Regions from separate parts of the Mus musculus genome. Here region 2 is linked to region 1. The links are chromatin contacts, called in public targeted proximity ligation maps. All regions are on one chromosome and are shown on one strand. The core of a region is the stretch at or near the end of the contact, and the rest is flanking DNA. Distances in the headings are between cores, read along the strand shown. Region 1 has its middle 18 kb from the start of Ranbp6. Region 2 holds the start of Gldc (glycine decarboxylase).

Region 1 (6,184 bases), core at 2,195-4,694:
TTTCCTTTTATGAAGAAAAACCAGAGTGCTAGCTGAGTGATATCATCTAATCACACCATAGTAAAAGTGACCCTTTAGGGCACCCATAGACTATGCCTCAACTTCACAATGAAGTTCAGTGATAGTGTGATAGCTTTCCTCTTTGTCCCCTTGTTTGTGATCTCTTTTGTTCTTAAGACAGACATATCCAAAGGAATATTTAAGTATAGGTGTATATAAGATTAAGTTTCGATCATGCCCCTAACATAAAGTCTTGACCGTTAGCAATACCATTTATGGTCAAAATCAGATATGAGGGATCTGACCTGATCTCCCTTCATCAGGAAATGTTTTTAACTTTTACAGTAACAACCATCTCTTGCCAGACATTCTGGAAATGTTTTTAACTTTTACAGTAACAACCATCTCTTGCCAGACATTCTATCCAGAGAGAAACTCATGACTGTGCTCTTTTATGATTCAAGGGAGACTAATTTTGAGCATAGGCAGTGTTATCTGGATTTGACCTATTGGGAGATATTGCGAAGATTTCCACTTCCAGAATTGCTTTTAGAAATGACATTATGAACATTTGCCAGTGTTCGTTAACAGTAATTTACATGTACAATAAACTATAGCACTCGTAAGCACCCAAGATGGACACACTAATCTCTTTTGAGTAGCTTCATTGCTACCATGAAGTACTCCGACAAGAGCAGCCCAAGGAAGGGAGGGTTTATTTGAGTTCTCAGTTTGAGATGGGGAAGTCATGACCTCAGGAGGTTGAGGTCACATGACCCATGGTTGGTATGCAGAGAGTGATGAGTGATTGAGCTTCCCTTACTTTCCATTTTGTACAGCTCAGCTCTACCCCTGGGAATGGTACCTCAGTGGACAAGTCCTTCTATCTCAACATAACCAAGATAACCACCCACTGGCATGCCCAGGGATTCTCGATTCTGACAACAGTAACCACCACGATGCCATCTCTATTTCTGTCCCAGTTTCTTTTCCTGTTGCTGTAATAAATTACCCTGGAAAAAAGCAACTTAACGAAGAAAGGGTTTATTTCAGCTCACGGCTCCACCATGGCGGAAGTTAAGGCAGCACGGGCTTTAAGCTGGTCGCATGATGTCAGCAGTCAATGAGCAGAGAACAAGGAAGGAGTCCTGCATTCTGTAACTGTTCTAACCTCAGATCTCAGGCTCGTCCACAGTCCAGCTACAAAACTGTCCCAATGGCCTGAGAACCACACTGTCAGATTTATCACAGCAACAGCCTCACTTCTGGGTACCAATGTCAGTCTAAGTTTCTTTTCCTGTTTCTATGATAAAATGTCTCTGGAAAACCCACTTAAAGAAGAAAGGGATCATTCTAGTTCATAGTTCCAAAGTCCAGTTCATCATGATGAGGGACACAAGGCCATAGGAGCTTGAAGACGCTTGTCATATCCACCCAGGACTGGGAAGCAGCGAGGGAAGAGTGCTTACGCTCCTCTCATGTTCACTAGGTTATACAAACTAAAATCCCAGCGCTGGGAGTGGGTGCCATCCACACTAGTGGACTACCACACTCAATTTTAACATAATCAAGGTGATTTCCAACAGGCATGGCCAGAGACCTTTCTTCAGGGTGATTCTGTGAAGTTGAAAACACTAACCATTACACAAGGCATGAGAAAATAAGTCAGAAACTAAAAGATTTTGAAGGGAATTGAGAGGGTCAGAGTGCTATATTATGTTTTACTTCTTATAGGCTATCAATTTTAGGAGGTAATTCTTTATGAAAAATCTCAATGAAGAAGTCTAGTAAGAGTATTCACATTCGGGATCTATCTGGGTGCAATAATGGCCCAAATTCAATATCTTTCACTTTGTTGCTGCCTAACTTGTCAAATTTCTCTTCTAAGTCAGGGGTTTTCAACCTCAGTAGAGCTGACATTGGGTAGAGTGATTCTTTTAGGAAATACAGTGTGTGTGTGTGTGTGTGTGTGTGTGTGTGTGTGTGTGTGTGTGTGTGTTGTGTGTGTGTTCCCTGAGCATGGTAGAATGTTTGGTAGCACCCCTGGCTTCTATCTCATACATGGTAGAATAATTTCTCATTATCCACACTATGATATCCCTAACTGTCTCAAGGCACCATCACTATCTTCCTGTGAGAGACATATTCACCTCTAAAACAAAACAACCCCCCCCCCCCCACTACTCTGAAAGTAGATAGTTTTGTTTGCTCTGTTTTGTGGTTTGGGGTTTTTACATTTTGTTTTGTTTTGAAACAAGGTCTCACCGTGCAGCCCTGAGCTACACAGATCACTACACAGATCAGGCTGGCTTTGAACTCACAGAGATCTGCCCATCTGCCTCATGAGTGCTGAGATTGAAGGCATGCACTACCACGGCTGGTGAGGCAGGTAGTTTCATACTAACTGTGGATTCAACCAACGAGACTTCCTTTGCTGGAGAAGGAATTGGAAATACATAAGTAGAGTGAAGCCTGCACTGTACTGCCATTCCATCACCAAACAGAAAATGTCCATCCAGTAAGTGTTCTCTTGTCAGCCTGGACCCTAGAAATCTGAAGGAGGCCACAGCAGCTACTAGAGTATGAGGTAGAGTTGTGGTGGGGGTGTGGTGGGAGGTAGAGATACCTCCATCAACCTTACATGTAAGTAATAGACGGATTTTCAAATTTAATTTAAAAATTACATTGACCGTATTTGTGTGTGTTTCAGGTGTGTGGACATATGTGCTCATGCCGCAGAGCTTAGATGGAGGTCAGAACTCAGTTCTCGCCTTTTACCATTTGGTCTCAGGAATCAAACCCAGGCCGTCAGGCACTCTGGCAAGTGCCTTGACCAGATGCTGAACTTTCTCCATGGCTCCTCAAAGCATTTTAAAATTCTAAGTGTGTGTACATGCATGAGTACACATATGAACATGTACGCCACAGTGGGCATGTAGCCAGAGGGAGTCTTTTGAGAGTTAGTCTCTCATTTACTTCTACCCTGTGAGTCCCTGGTATTGAACTTCAACTCTCAAGCTTGGCTGCAAACTCCTTTATCCACTGTGGTGCTTTGAATGAAAATGGCCCCCATAGTCCATAGGGAGTGGCTCAATTAGGATGCATGGCCTTGGTGGAGTAGGTGTGGCTTTGTTGGAGTAGGTGTGGCTTTGTTGAAGTAGGTGTGGCCTTGTTGGAGTAGGTGTGGCCTCGTTGGTTGGAGGTTTCCTTCCTGCTTTCAATGTAAAATTTTCCTTCCTTCTCCAGGACTATGTCTGCCTGGGTGCCGCCATGCTTCCTTCTGTGATGATAATGGACTAAACCTCTGAACCTGTAAGCCAGCCTCAGTGAAATCTTTGCTTCTGTAAGAATTTCTGTGGTGCTCGGGAGAGAACCTCTCAGGCCCCTCTCCTAGCCAGGACAGTGCTGGAGAGGGAGAGTCAGTCCCACCAGCTGTCACAGCAAGAAAACTGACCCGACTCCTTACCCGGGCAAAGTGGGAGAGCTGGCCTTGGTGGTGAAGGCACAGGAGAGCTGGCGGGCTGAACAACACAGCTCCCTCCCAGGCCCAGATCGTTTACGTTGGTACACCCCAACATCTACCCCATCTGTGAACTTCTGGATCGCATGACAGTATTGTGGATAGTCCTGGTACTGTTTGTATTTTGATGCTAATTCTGCTTTTCCAGGAGGGGTTGTGGATAAGGAGTGAATCACGGATACAGGTGACTTCTTGAACCTGCTCCCCACCTTGACTTGTAAAATAAAGGCTAGAGCCAGTGATTGGGCAGTGGGAGGGAAGGTGGAGCTGAAAAGTTTGGGGGAGAAGGAGGAGAGGGGAGAGAATGGACAAGGAAGGAAGGAAGGTGGAGGAAGAGGAAAGCACTTCATATTCTGCGTGGCTTTAAATAGCCACAGGTAGCTATGAATACCATAAAGGGATAGAATAATTTGGATAACGCGTTATCCAACCCTTGTAGCCCATCAAAAACCGTCTGTGGCTCATCTCTCTTTGACGCTGAGTGAAGAACCAGGATCTGATGACTTCTTTCCACAGTTTGAGTTCCTCAGCCAAGGCCTGCAGTTTCCTCCTTAGGGTAACGGTCTATCTCGAAGCGCTTTCTTAGCTTCTGGAACTGCAAATAGGTCAACTTAAAGGTTCTTCTATCCTTTAAGTACAGATAATGAATTGTCTTCATCTCAGTTTCTTCCATCATGGCGGCTGCTCACTTGAGTTCCCTCCTTCAGTTTTGGCAAAGCCAATTCTTAAGTCTACTGAGTTGGTTTCTCCAGTTTCTTACTGTCTTGACAGTCTCTCTTACGCTCTCGTTTCCTTGATTGTACATAAAACCTCCTTGTTTCAAGGATGCTCCTCTTTCATAGCAAACTACCCACGTCTTTTCTTTTTCTCTCTTCCTTTTCTTCTTCGAAGTCTGAAGACAATTTTATTAGAGTTTAAAGATAGAAGAGGTTTTTCTGTGATTGTTTTGGTTTGGGTTTTGCTGTTTTGTTTGAGATAGGGACTCAAGATGTAGCACTTCACTGGTTTGGAACCTGGTATACAGACAAGGCTATTTGCAAATTCATAGGATCTGCCTGCCTCTGCTTCCCCATTGTTGGGCCCCACTTTTCTTTTTTTCTTTTCTTCTTTTTTTTTTTTAATCATGAGATATGCTTTTAAATCTGGGTCTATTTTTTTAAATTTTTATTAGGTATTTTCCTCATTTACATTTCCAATGCTATCCCAAATTCCCCATACCCACCCACCCCCACTCCCCTACCCACCCATTCCCACTTTTTGGCACTGATGTTCCCTTGTACTGGGGCATATAAAGTTTGCAAGTCCAGTGGGCCTCTCTTTCCAGTGATGGCCGACTAGGCCATCTTTTGATACATATGCAGCTAGAGTCAAGAGCTCCGGGGTACTGGTTAGTTCATATTGTTGTTCCACCTATAGGGTTGCAGTTCCCTTTAGCTCCTTGGGTACTTTCTCTAGCTCCTCCATTGGGTGGGCCCCACTTTTCTAAGAACTTCCTGCAACCACGTGGTTGTGCCTTAACATGAGTTCAGGTGAGGAGACTACATTATCCTCTTTAGCATTACATCTTACTGAGCAGTGGTCCACAAACTGTGGGTTATCATCCCCTTGTGGGTCACATATCAGAAATCCTGCGTATCAGACATTTACATTACAGTTCATAACAGTAGCAAAATTATAGTTATAAAATAGCAACAAGGTAATTTTATGGTTGGAGGTCTCCACAACATGAGGAACTGTATTAAAGGGTCACACACTAGGGAGACTGAGAACTGCTGTTATAGGGAATCATTCACACATTCCATATGCAAATCCTTTGATCTATGAAATATTTCCTTCCAATTCTGTTACTTCTCTTTTAATTTTGGGGGGCCAACTTTAAATAGTTTTACTTAAGACATTGTATTTTCCATTTAGGGCACTGCGTTTATATCGGGTGAGGTATATTCCTTGACCTGTATGTACTTCATCATAGCAGATCAACTTTAAAATGCCACCTACCTAAATAAATTTGGGTACTTAAAACACTCTCCTGTGGACAAATTTTGTATCTCAGCTTGTTTTTGTTCCTTTTACTTTTAAAAAGAGCATTTCCCAGTGAGCAGGATGTTTAATGTTTGGTGGATCTAATCTGTTTTTCTTTATGGTTAGTGACATATTTGTTATAAAAATACTTTTAGGTTGCAAAGGTGCTTTTCTATTTTCTTCATACTTTTAGCTTAAGTGTTTGGATTTCATGGTTTAGCTCTGTAGTTTTGGCTTTCATTATAGCCACGATCTATATAGAATGGATTTTTGTGAATGCTATGTGAGTTATGGGTCCAGATTATTAATATTTGTGCACCCAAATACCAGTTTTAGTAATTTTTAAACTAAAAAGTTTTCTTTTTTCCTCTCTCTCTTTCTTTTTTCTTTTTTTCACAGAATCTCTATCCAAGCTATCCTTAAACTCTATATGTAAGAGAAGATGACTCTAGCCTTATTATTTATTTGTTTGTTTGTTTGTTTATGAGTTTAAGCTTTTGATCCTCCTGCCTCCAACTCACAAGTGCTGGGATTACAGAGGAATGCATGACCAAGGCCTATCTATGTACAGCTGGGAAGGGAATCTGGGTCTTCTTATATTGTATGAAAGCAGAACTACTGAGCAGAACTCCAGTCCCACAT
Region 2 (6,184 bases), core at 2,217-4,716, 340 kb after region 1:
TAGAAGAGGGTTGGTACCCACAGGAAGGTAAGTGTGAGTCAGGCTACTCCACTGCTAAACGCTCCTGCTGGAGGAAACAAGGAACCAGCCTGCTTCCCTCACAGAGACCATTCATCCGCCATGACGCAGCAGTGTAAAACATCCACGTCTTGTAAATGCAGCATCCCTAACTCTCTCTTCTCCCTTGCTCCTTAGCCCAGTGAGCGAGCTTTTCAGGAAGGGGTGGGGTAGGGAGAATTTTGACTGTAGAATATTTTCTCTAAGGGAATTCAAACTCTAGGGGACCTGTTCCAAGAGACACAGGCTAATAAATCTCTTACTAGAAAAATCTGAACTGAACAACAACAAGACAAGTCATTTTAATCCCAACACTTCGGAGGGAGACAGAGGCAGGTGGATCTCTGCTTTTGGGGGAAGCCTGGTCTACGTGGTTCCATGCCAGTTACAGGGACAAGAAGATCCCATTAAGAGAGAGGGAGGGAGAGAGAGAGAGAGACAGAGACAGAGAGAGACAGAGACAGAAAGAGACAGAGAGGATGAACACTGATCAGTTCACCAGGCCTTAATACTCCTAAAAGAACATCTTACTTAGAGCATGTTATACAAGGAGCTAATCTAGACATTCTGCTCTTAAAAGTCTCAGGAAGGCAATTATTGGCACAAATACTTGCCAATGGCTTCCTTGACAAATACACAACTAGGACCAGATGTGCACTCCTTTAATCCCAGCTGGTCTTCAAAGACAGGCCAGCCAGGGCCACATAGTGAGACCCTATCCTTTTTTTTTTTTTTTTTTTTGAGACAGGGTTTCTGTGTGTAGCCTTGGCTGTCCTGGAACTCATTTTGTAGACCAGGCTGGCCTCGAACTCAGAAATCCGCCTGCCTCTGCCTCCCAAGTGCTAGGATTAAAGGCGTGCGCCACCACGCCTGGCTTTGAGACCCGATCTTAAAAATAAGGAGAGGAAGGAAGGAAGGAAGGAAGGAAGGAAGGAAGGAAGGAAGGAAGGATCACACACAGGAAAAAAAACTGTTCTCAAAAATAAGTACAGTTTTTCCACATTGTGATGTACACATAATATAACTTTACTCAATGAATAAGGGCCAGAGAATCACAAGTTTGAGGCTTGCCTAAGCTGCATGAAAGTCCTTATTTCAAAAAACAAGTAAGCCAACTTCTGTTTTTCTCACATTTGATGGCTCAGAATGTTGGTGTCCTGAAATTGAGATAGGTATTCCTTATGGCCATCTTTCCAAGTCTCAGGTGGTTTGCTTTGTGAGCAAGCCCCTGGCCATCAGCATCTGACAGCAAGGAGGGCAGCAGCCCTCATAGAACCTGAGGTACAGCATCCCCAGCTGCAGCCGGAATAGGCTCAGGATGTCTTTTAAAACAAAACCAGCTTTGCATGTAGAATTTCTTCTCACAGAAACCAAACCAGACAAGCAACAGCAAGCAAGCAAGCAAACGAAACAATTGCCCTAGAGAAATATCTCTATGATCTGGGGTTATCAGATGAGGGAGCTTGGTATTTTTTTTAATTTTCTAAGAGTTCTTCAGCTCTGACCATCCCTTAACATCTAGATTCTTCCCTGACTCCTAGAAGTCAATGCCACATAAAAAAACAACAACAAACAAACAAAAAAACCACCCAAAGACAGCATTAGGACCATTAAAACCACTTTTACCAAGAGGGGCTGAAGAGATGGCTCAATAGCTAAGAGCACGTGTTGCTCTTGCAGAGGACCCAGGTTTGGAGTTCCCTAACTGTGGGGAACTCCAGTTCTAGATGACCCAACAGCCCGCGTGGTGCACAAATATAAATGCAAGAAAATCTTTTAAAAACAAAATAATCATTAAAAAGGGAAGCCTATAACTAGCCTGAGATTTCTTAACCAAGCACAAATCGAGTTTGTGTGCTTTTCAGAAAAAACAAAACAAACAAACAAACAAACAAAAACCCCACATATTCAGGCTTGCAAAGCACTGCTGCCTTTAGATGGGTGAGGGTGAGAGGGGAAACCGATGTGAGACAGAACAATTTGAAATTCTCGTGACTTTGAGAAGTCTAAGTCCCCTTCCAAATAAGTCTCTTCTCTAGCTGCAGGACCTCAGGTGATTTCCTTTGTCCTTTCGGAAGTCTCACCTGATCTACTGAGATAACTACCTTCTCAGCTCAAAGGAACAAAAAGCCCTTCCGGTGGGCGTGCATGAGGTGGAGACTTCTAATCCAACACGTGTCTTTTGCAAAGCCTTCTTTGGGAAAGCTTGTAGGTGCCTCGCCAGCAACTCAGGGATAAAGACCATGAAAGGGGCTTACATAGGTTTTCCTCAGGGAAGAAAAATCCCAGCGGTTTAGGGCCTGTCAAGTACTGAGCAATCCAACCCCAAAGCCGGACAGAGATTATAGAAGGCAGAGCAGCGGAACCCCTGAGAGTCCTCCCGGCCACTTACAAATAGGGTCTTCCATTTTCAAGGGTCTCTTCAAGCGGATGCTGGCGGGGACCGTCTTCTCGATGAGCTCATCAATGCTCTAAAATTTAAAAACGCAAGCTGGTGAACAGGACAGTCAGAGCAAAGAGCCTGAGTTAAGAGAGCCACTTCAGTTTATCTTCAAAGGCTGGTAGGAACTTCATTTAAATCGTCTAATTAAGAGTTCTTTTTAAAGTGAAACATCAGGAAGCAGAAATCTTTTGGAGGAAAAAAAAAAAAAATGATGGAGCCGGATGGTAAATCCGCTACTCCGGGTTCGGGAGCTGCAACTGGAGCTGACCGGATTAATGTACTCTAAGTAGGGAGTCTTCTTTTCCTGCAAAGTTAGGGTTCGTCTGGAGTTGGGGATATTTTTTAAATGCACTTTAGAAGAGCGAGAACAGAGTAAAAGTTAAGAGAGGAGAAGGCACCACGATTAAGAGCGAGCTCGCTTTCAAGCTGGGGCCCGGGACGGAGGAGGAAGGCAAGGTGGGAGCCGGGAGGCCCAGCGGGCAGAGCTCCGGCAGGGTGGAGGGTGGAGGGCCTTACCGCCAGCCCCAGCGCCTGCAGCATCTCCCTCCGGTCTTTGTCTCCGGGGCCGATGTGTCTCCGGGAGAAGTCATCGTGTCTGGGCAGGAGGCGCTCCAGAAGGCGCGAGGCCCCAGCCGCGCCGCGGTCCCCGCCACCGCCACCGCCACCGCCGCCGCTGCTGTCCCGGCTTCGCTGCGCCCAACTCAAGCCGGTGCCCCGAGCCAGGCGGTGGCCGCCCCCGGCTCCGCGGCCCAGGCGCAGCCCCCATGCCCTGGCACACAGCTGCATGGACGCCGTCACCTCCCCAGCCCACGAGGGTCAGCAGCGCTTTCCGGCCCTCCTCTGGCCCCAATGCCCCGGGAGTGGCCGCCGCAGTCCCTGGATCCCCTTCCCGACCACTGCGGGCAATGAATGGGTACAGCGAACTGCACTAACTCTTGCAAAGTTCCTCCGCCTCAGCAGGCACCTGCTCCGCACACTTTAAGCGGCGCCCGAAGGCGGGCAGTAGGATGGAGCCAGGAAACCTTTAGCCAATGGGAATGGGTTGCAGGGCGGGGGCGAGGCAGGGCCCTCCCTTTCTCTCTCCTCCTTGTCTCCCACCTCCTCCCACTTCTTTCCCCTCTTCAGCAGCAGGGTGGAGTCCCCTGCCTGATGCTGGAAGTTTAAGGTCCCAAATCCCTCTTCTTACACAGGGGTTCGGGATGCTCTATAGGCCCACTGGCCGGGTTGTAGGGCCCATTGGGGCAGCCCTAACATTCGTGAAGTTCCTGGAGCAATGCACTGAGACAGAAGACAGGAAGACTCCAATAGTTAGCTGGTCTCCACTTACTGACTTTAGGGTCACATCTCATGAAAACCACTATGGGCAAAGGAAGGTTCTTTCATAGTTATGAAATCTGGACAAAGAGCACAGCCCCTAAAATATCTTATGCTTTAATCTTTTAATAAAGATTTAATATTATTTTTTATTGATTTGTGTGTTGGGTGAAATGTCTGTCTGTGTATCACATACATGCCGAATGCTTGCAGAAGTTAGAAGTGGACATCAGATTCCCTGCAAATGGTGTTACAGGCTGTTGTGAGCTTTTATGTGGGTGCTGATAGCCCAACCATAAGAGTAGCAAGTGCTCTCAATCACTGAGCCATCCCCCTGACCCCACTTTTTTTGAGATATGATGCGATGGGAACCAAACCCCCGATCTCCCAACTAGCACCAAGCTACACCCCAGCACCTGTCTTCTCCCTCCCTCCTTTGTATGTCTCCTTCGTCTTCTCTGTACTGGTTTGATATGCACCCATTCCTGAAATTCAGTCTTCCTTTACGTGGAATGCATGAGTATGCTGTTGGTATATTGGCTATATTTTTATTTCCTGAGTAAACCTAAACAGATACTGTAATGAAAGCAAAAGCATCTCCAGGAAGCTGACCCCCAAGGACAGGAACCTGGGACCCGCCTATCTGACCTTTATACACATCCTTAACGATGACCTTAGAGTTGAAGGCAAAGAGAAACTGGGTCTTGGGAAAGACACAAGAAACAGTGTTGCCTAAACTTTCAGGGGCGACTACTGTGTCTGTTGCAGGCAGGTCTTTGCTAGACCAAATAGTTGCTAAGTTAAGACCTTCCAGTGGAAGGACTTGTAGGGAGGGCTAACTACTGTGATGAGTTTGTAGGTTAAAATGACAGGTCAGAAGAGGAGACGACTCCAATGTTCTGAAAGAATCCCTTCATTTCTATTGCTACAGGAAGCACATATTTAGGGAATCATTTAGACCCAGTGTTGGATTGCCAAATTTCCACACAAGCTGACTTCATAACTTTATTTGGTCTTCTATATAAACATCAGAATGAGGACATTTTTAGTAGTTTGGAATGTACATGATTATTGGGAACAGCATATTCTACTGAGGTAAGCTGCATTCTGCAGTACTTATCAGTAATCACTATACTTGAGAGGTAGAGAGGCAGGATGATCAGGAGTTCAAGGTCAATCTTGGATACATAGGGGATTTGTGGACAGACGAAGTTGTATGTGGCTTTGTCTCACCCCCAATGTAATACACTCCTCCCCCAAGTCTCCCTTGATTGCTGAACCAGCTCCTCCTTTTTAACAGACTGGCCATACCTTCCTTGAAGGTCCTATAATTTCACCATAAACATGTTAACCATGGAAGGACCTGTCAACCTCCCTTAGCTTCTAGACCCATAGCCCAAGTCAGGTGTTGGCATATACTCCAGGAAGGTGAGTAGATACTTGATGTCAGACAAGAAGCTTCTATAGGGCTGGGTGTGGTGGTGCACGCCTTTAACCCCAGCACCTGGGAGGCAGAGGCAGGCAGATTTCTGAGTTCAAGGCCAGCCTGGTCTACAGAGTGAGTTCCAGGACAACCAGGGCTATACAGAGAAACCCTGTCTCAAAACCCCACCCCCAAAAGAAGCTTCTACGGGGAACGAATCAGAACACATTGCTCACATGCTTTATCATGACAAGATTTCTGCTAGACATTGAATTCCTGACCAAGTGAAAATTGAGGTTATATGGAAATTGCTGATGTTTGTAGCACCAGAGATTGTATATTTAGTTATGAGATGGTCAGTATTAATTATCCACTTGACAGAATCTAGAATCACTTGGAAAAGGGGCCTCTGGGCCTGACTGTTGGAGGTGGAGTATCTTGATTAAGATGGAAAGATCTTTCTACTGTGAACAGCATCCTATTTGCAGGGCTAGTATCCTAAACTGTACAAAATGGAGCAAGTTAGCTGAGCAGACGCATGCACACATCTCCCTGCTCTCTTCTCACTGAAGACATAATAGAACCAGCTGCTTCCAGCTCTTGATGCCATAACTTTCCCACCAGGATGCATTGTAACTTGGAACTGTGAGCCAAAGAAACCCTTCCTCCCTTAAGTCGCTTCTATCAGAGCTTCATCACAGCAAGGAGAAAAGAGACAGAGGCAGTGCATAACCTCGACCAGGAGTGGCTCTCAGTCCGCTATGTTGGCTGATGATACCCAGCACAACGACCCCTTCTGTAAATTGGGCTAACAGAGCTGATCATTGTTGGTGCCGTTGAGAAGGGTGGAGCCTAAGGTTTGATGAGAAGTAAACTTAAGCATAGACTTTCCCATGTGCAACACAGTCTTCCTTTCACTGAAGCATGGAGAGCCCATTGGTAAGAGG

The links.
Region 2: a contact with region 1 is called in a targeted proximity ligation map of embryonic stem cells, with 5 times the contacts expected there. A contact is called at or near these places in 16 of 39 promoter capture datasets (the 3T3-L1 cell line, 3T3-L1-derived adipocytes, the C10 cell line and 10 more), 2 of 484 Hi-C or Micro-C datasets (embryonic stem cells and liver), 10 of 130 datasets of targeted methods (the NIH/3T3 cell line, bone marrow-derived dendritic cells, embryonic forebrain and 4 more) and 4 of 9 other capture datasets (adipose tissue, embryonic stem cells, liver and 1 more).

Annotation. Positions count from the first base shown.
Region 1 is chr19:29,827,982-29,834,165 of GRCm38.p6, forward strand. No RefSeq gene overlaps it. Among named protein-coding and RNA genes, the nearest start is that of Ranbp6, 18 kb to the left of the region's middle.
Region 2 is chr19:30,171,975-30,178,158 of GRCm38.p6, forward strand. It overlaps Gldc (glycine decarboxylase), which reads right to left and starts at 3,467. Exons shown (of 25, transcript NM_138595.2): 1 at 3,017-3,467; 2 at 2,450-2,528. The coding sequence starts at 3,286.